Linked DNA regions of Sus scrofa: region 2 is linked to region 1. A link is a contact called in public HiChIP or PLAC-seq data. All regions are on one chromosome and are shown on one strand. The core of a region is the stretch at or near the end of the contact, and the rest is flanking DNA. Distances in the headings are between cores, read along the strand shown.

What was found. HiChIP or PLAC-seq counts read pairs in DNA pulled down with a chosen protein or histone mark.
Region 2: an H3K27ac HiChIP or PLAC-seq map of alveolar macrophages shows a contact between it and region 1. The contact joins two enhancer-like sites. A contact is called at or near these places in 2 of 2 datasets of contacts at active chromatin or transcription factors (alveolar macrophages and skeletal muscle).

What each region holds. Positions count from the first base shown.
Region 1 is chr17:17,631,384-17,634,154 of Sscrofa11.1, forward strand. The region is part of intron 26 of PLCB1 (1-phosphatidylinositol 4,5-bisphosphate phosphodiesterase beta-1); the gene reads left to right. Among named protein-coding and RNA genes, the nearest start is that of PLCB4, 280 kb to the right of the region's middle. Within about 2 kb of position 1,433, at least 4 of the 83 cell types and tissues checked have an H3K27ac peak or open chromatin away from gene starts, as enhancers often do. A contact at or near this core is called in alveolar macrophages, where this site is marked.
Region 2 is chr17:17,953,822-17,956,592 of Sscrofa11.1, forward strand. All of the region lies in intron 2 of PLCB4 (1-phosphatidylinositol 4,5-bisphosphate phosphodiesterase beta-4), which reads left to right. Among named protein-coding and RNA genes, the nearest start is that of PLCB4, 39 kb to the left of the region's middle. Within about 2 kb of position 1,445, at least 4 of the 83 cell types and tissues checked have an H3K27ac peak or open chromatin away from gene starts, as enhancers often do. A contact at or near this core is called in alveolar macrophages, where this site is marked.

The sequences.
Region 1 (2,771 bases), core at 183-2,682:
GTAACAGAGTTCCCTTTGCAGCTCAGCAGCTTAAGAACCCGACTGGTATCCATGAGAATGTGGGTTTGATTCCTGACTTTGGTCAGTGGGCTAAGGATCAGGCATTGCTGCAAGCTGCAGTGGAGGGCACAGATATATCTCGGATCTGGCGTTGCTATGGCTGTGGTGTAGGCTGGCATTTGCAGCTCCAGCTGATCCCTAGCTTGGGAACTTCCATACGCTGCAGGTGTGGCCTGGAAAAAAAAAAAAAAAAAAAGGAAATGTAGTAATAAACATGCTTGGATAAATCTTTTCACATATTCATAAATTATTTTAAATAAAATTCTAGAAATGGGATCCCTAGATCAATTTATACCTTTTGTTTTTTAGTTTGTAACTATCATCAAGGTATGAAAGAGCAAAAAAATGTTATATCATTAATACCTTAATTTATGTTTCCATATTAAGTTGAATTTTTGGCATATTTATTGTTGATTTCTGTTTCTTCCTTTGCAAATTTTCATATCATGATGCTCACTTGATCTTTTTTTTTTAAATTGAAGTATAGTTGATGGATAATCGATGTGTTATACCTTGTCTCGGACCTACACCCCTGCAAGAAGGAAAACCATCCATTTTCCCCTCAGCTCACTTTTGCTTGTAGGCTGAATTTCTTTATTTGGCAAAATCCTAAGACTAGAGATTCAGGAAGTCCTACTCTTGAGTTTTAGCCTCAGGGCTCAAGACCAGCTGGCTGAGTTGATAGCTGATTCGCTGTACTAGAATCTAGTTGGAGGGGCAACTTGTGTTGAGGATGAGATTGGTTTTTATTTTTTTAATTCTTGGCCACACCCTTGGCATGCAGAAGCTCCAGGGCCAACAGACCACAGCTGCAGCCTGAAGTAACAACTCGGGATCCTTAATTCAGTCACTACCAGGGAAATCCTGCAAGTTGTCTTGTTGAAAATCAAATCTCTGCTACCCTTTGCTGCTCTATCTGAAACCCACAAAGCCCTGGAGAGATAACCCTTGTTTAGCATCTAAGGGTCCCCACAGCCCCCTGTACTCAGATCGTGCTGGGGAGAAGCATCTCTCACACATTCATTCAACCAATATTTATTGAGTGCCTACTGTATGCTCTGGGAACACAATGGTGAATACAGCCCACCCAGTTATCACCCCAAAGTGGCTAACATGGAAACACAGGAATTACATGAGCATGGAAGCTGAGTCAGACAGGCTGTACCACATCCTTACCGTCACTCCTCACTCCATAATCCCATCTTGATGCCACGTTAGAGAGAATGGTAAGAGGCATTTGTCAGATACATATTATGACGTATGGTTAACATGTGTTTAGCTTGAAAGCACAATCAAAACCTAGTACTTGGTTTTTAAAAAGCAGCAAAGTCATCATTTCTTAGAGCCAAAGCAGCCTTAGAAGCTGTCTGAGTGAACTTTTGTCACTTCCTCAATGAAGAAGCGGAAAACTAAAGGCTTAACATGTACCCACAGTCATACAAACAGTTCAAGCAAAGCTTGGCCTAAAACTTCTAATTTCTTAGCGATTTGTATGTAGTCATCAGTTTATTCCTGTATTTATTTACTTGTAAGTCATATCCTGCAAACTTCCAATAGAATATTGAAGTAACTTATCATAGAAGACATGTATAAAAATCCTATAAAAATAGGGAAAAAATGCACACAGACTGTCTACCAGTTACCAGACCTGCTGTCAAATACATGAGTCACTAGCCACAAACAGTGACTCCTTGAAATTGAGATGTGGGAGTTCCCATTGTGGCTCAATGGGTTAAGAATCCAAATAGTGTCCATGAGCATGGGGGTTTGATCCCTGACCTCGTTCAGTGGTTTAAGGATCTGGCGTTGCCACAAGCTGCAGTGCAGGACACAGACACAGGCTTGGATCCTGCATTGCTGTGGCAGTGGTGTAGGCCAGCAGCTGCAGCTGCGATCAGACTCCTAGCCTGAGAATGTCTGTATGCCACAGGTGCAGCCCTAAAAAGTCCAAAAAAACCCCACAAATTGAGATGTGCCTTAAGTATAAATCACACAGAAGAGTTCAAAACTTCACTAATAAAAGGACTGGAAAATAGCTCCTTTTTTATATTGACTTATATTGACTTTAATTACATGTTGAAATATTTTCAAGGATCAGGTTATGCACAATATATTATTAAATTAATTCCACTGATTTCTTTTTAAGGTAGCTACAAGAAATTTCAAATCACATATGTGAGAAAAAAATCAAATGCGTGGTCCACATTGTATTTTGACTCAACAGCACTTACCATTTAATGTAATTTCTGGCCTTGAATACTGAAGTTAGTGCTTAGCTTCTGAGAAAAGGGAATATGGATGGCTTTGATCAGTCTCCTTATCTGATTAAAGAAAACTTGCTTGCTTTTTCAAGAAAGACAAACATTTTCCTGGTATTAAATTACAGGAGAATTCATCTCATGGATCTTATGTCGGCAATATTAGGCAACAGGGGAAAATGTCTTCAACCTTGTTTTTGGAGGAGATGCAGAAACATCGCTCCTTCGGTTATTATTATTATTATTATTTTTTGTACTTTCCTCTCAAACAATAAACAACAAAACTCCCTAAGCATCTAAGCATCTAGTATTGAAAAATACATCAGGAGAAACTTTTTTTCAAGAAGCAAAACCACTGAGATCTGACTATGTCTGTCCATATCTTATCCCCGTTGATACATAATAAGATCCCGGAAATACCTCCATGTGACAGTCATAATGTCCATTAGATTA
Region 2 (2,771 bases), core at 195-2,694, 320 kb after region 1:
GAGTCTGTATGTTGATGTTTTTAACATTTTATCATATCCGTAATAGACATTTGTCACAATTGGGACTGCCTAGCATCCGAGTCCTTTTCCTGAATTTGGGGGAATCCATCATTGTATGAAGCTGGGTGTGGGAGACTGCCCTGTTCCTCTTAAGTTCCTAGGCAGAAATGCCTACTTTTGTTTCTTCCTGCCTTCTGCCAGCTAGAGGGAGCACAGGAATTAAGGTCTGCCAAACTTGGGTCTACGCTTCTGGAGGGATGAATCAGAGAGGCAGAAGATGGCTTAGAATTCCACCCATCGCTGGTGCCTGAAGCAGCGTTGATGGCTGTGGATGTGGTGGTCGTGGTCTATGCTGACCAGGACCAGCAGCTTTGGTAGTAGGTCTAGTCCTATACCTATTGAGTCAGTTATTGACAGCAAGAGAGATACTAAGGAAATCAGCTTTTTTTAGGTGCATAAGGAGCCCAGACTAGCTTTGTCTATTCCTACTGACATCCTCCTTTAAGTGGAATAATAACAATAGGATAATTAAAGAACATCAATAGAACAAGACATCAGTATTCCTTTAAATTAGTCATAACACAATTGAGATATCCCATTATTCTGTAGTGGAGAGAAACCCTTTCACTGTCCCTCAATGAAAGAACTCTTATGTCAGAATTATAAACATCCCACTTTGGTTTAGTAACGGAAAGACTTTTTTTTGAGGAGATTGTTGTTTATAATCTGTTTCTCATACTCACGGTCTAATCAAAACCATTGCCTGTGAACAATTACACCATATCTGGTTCCTACACGCTAGATTGATTGGCCTGTTTTATTTGTTTTCCAGAATAAGCAGACTGTGGCGTATTGTTTTACACTATGTTTAAGCATACTGTCTGTTCTTCATGTGCGCTGCTTCGCCACTTTGGCACACGTAGCAGCTGTGTAACCATCTGTGTCATCATGTGTGTCAAATGTGGGACACAACTTCTAAAACCCATGCTCTGTCTTCCTTCTTCTGATTGGATGCAGATGACATGAAGCCAGTAGTGGATGGTGGGGAGACAGGGTCGAAGACACCTGGGTCTCCATTGTTGCATGAAGCAGGGCTGTTCGCTAACCAGGAAAACCACATGTTCCCCAAGAGAAAATCTTTGATGGTCAATACTTGCAGTCTTTCCCACTAATAACTATACTGGGAAAGATATAATGAAAAAAAAAAAGAGCATATGAGAGAGGGAGAGAGAGAAATAAACTTCTGTTGTGTTGAGGGCTTTATGTATTGTTACATCTATTTGTTACAGAAGCTGACGTTACCCTTGTTCAGCCAGATGAATCTCATCATTTCCTCTTATTAGGTAATAGTTGACATTTTTCTTTTTTAAGTTGCTCATTATCTGGAAGCTTCTCCATTGAGTAGTAGCATGGGTTATGCAGAATTATGATGAAACTGTTGGAGAAGCTAGGGCATGTACTTCCCTGTATTACTTCAGATAGATCTAAGATAGAGGAGAGCTTGATGACTCATGGGAGAGCAGTTTTGTAAAAACATAGATGTAGCATTTTGAGTGACTTTGTAATCTTGGATCACCGTAGAGATTGTGGGGCCTGAGTATCCAAGTTCACTGACTAATTTTCACTTCACAAGTGTGTAGAAAACCTTTGATAGTCTTATTAGAAAAGGTTTTCTAGGCTTATAGGTTTCAAGCGGGCTGTATAGGCAGACAATGAAGGGTTGTTGCTGTGGCATGAAAGGATGCTATGAAATCGTATTTTTAACACAGAGGAAAAAAGTATGTGATATTCTTTCATAAGTCTCAGATGCAGTGGTTCAAGAGATTGAGGAGTTCTTGGTGTGGTGCAGTGGATTAAGAATCCAGCCAGTATCCTTGAGGATGTGGGTTTGATCCCTGGCCTTGCTCAGTGGGTTAAGGATCCTGCATTACCGTGAGATGTGGTGTAAGTCGAAGATGCTGCTCGGATCTGGTGTTGCTGTGGCTGTGGCTGGCAGCTACAAGCTCCGATTTGACTTCTAGCCTGGGAACTTCCGTATGCCTTGGGTGCGGCCCTAAAAAAAGCCAAAAAAAAAAAAAAAAAAAGGGAATCTAACTACAGTGGGTCGGGTTGCTGGGGAGGTGGGGGTTCGATCCAGTGTTGCCACAGCTTCAGCTAGGATTCAGTCCCTGGCCTGGGAATTTACATATGCCATAGGTGAGGCCATTAAAAAAAAAAGAGAGAGATTGATTATCCATTTTGCATTTGCCATGATGCCTAAATGATTGCTTGTCAGAGAGGAGATCTTAGGTATTTAATGTTTCTGCTTTATAGTTTACTGTGTATTAACTAATAACATTTCTTCTTCTAATATGTGGTGAAAGGAACTGTATACCTGTGAGGTTATTCACAGAGATTTTATGTATGCTCATGTATTTTAAATGTTCTGAGTCTGTTGGGGGAAAAGTACCTAATAAACACAAATAATTTCTTATATCAACAGTTCATTTCTGTTGACCTAGTACACTTCCATTTTTTTCCCCCCATAGTAATGCCAGAGCATCTTATAAGCTCCATGCAGCAGCTTGAGCAGAAATAAGACATATGTAGTGTCAGCACTGTGTAACCTGTGACGGGTGATTTAATCTCTCCTTCCATACGCTCTACCATTGAAGGCACTTCAGATTAGGAGTGAAGTAAAAAGTCTGCACAAAGGAGCCACATGGCTGTCACTTCCATCTACATTATGAAGGTGATGATAGTTGGGTCTAAGACTCGTTTTTGTAGGAGCC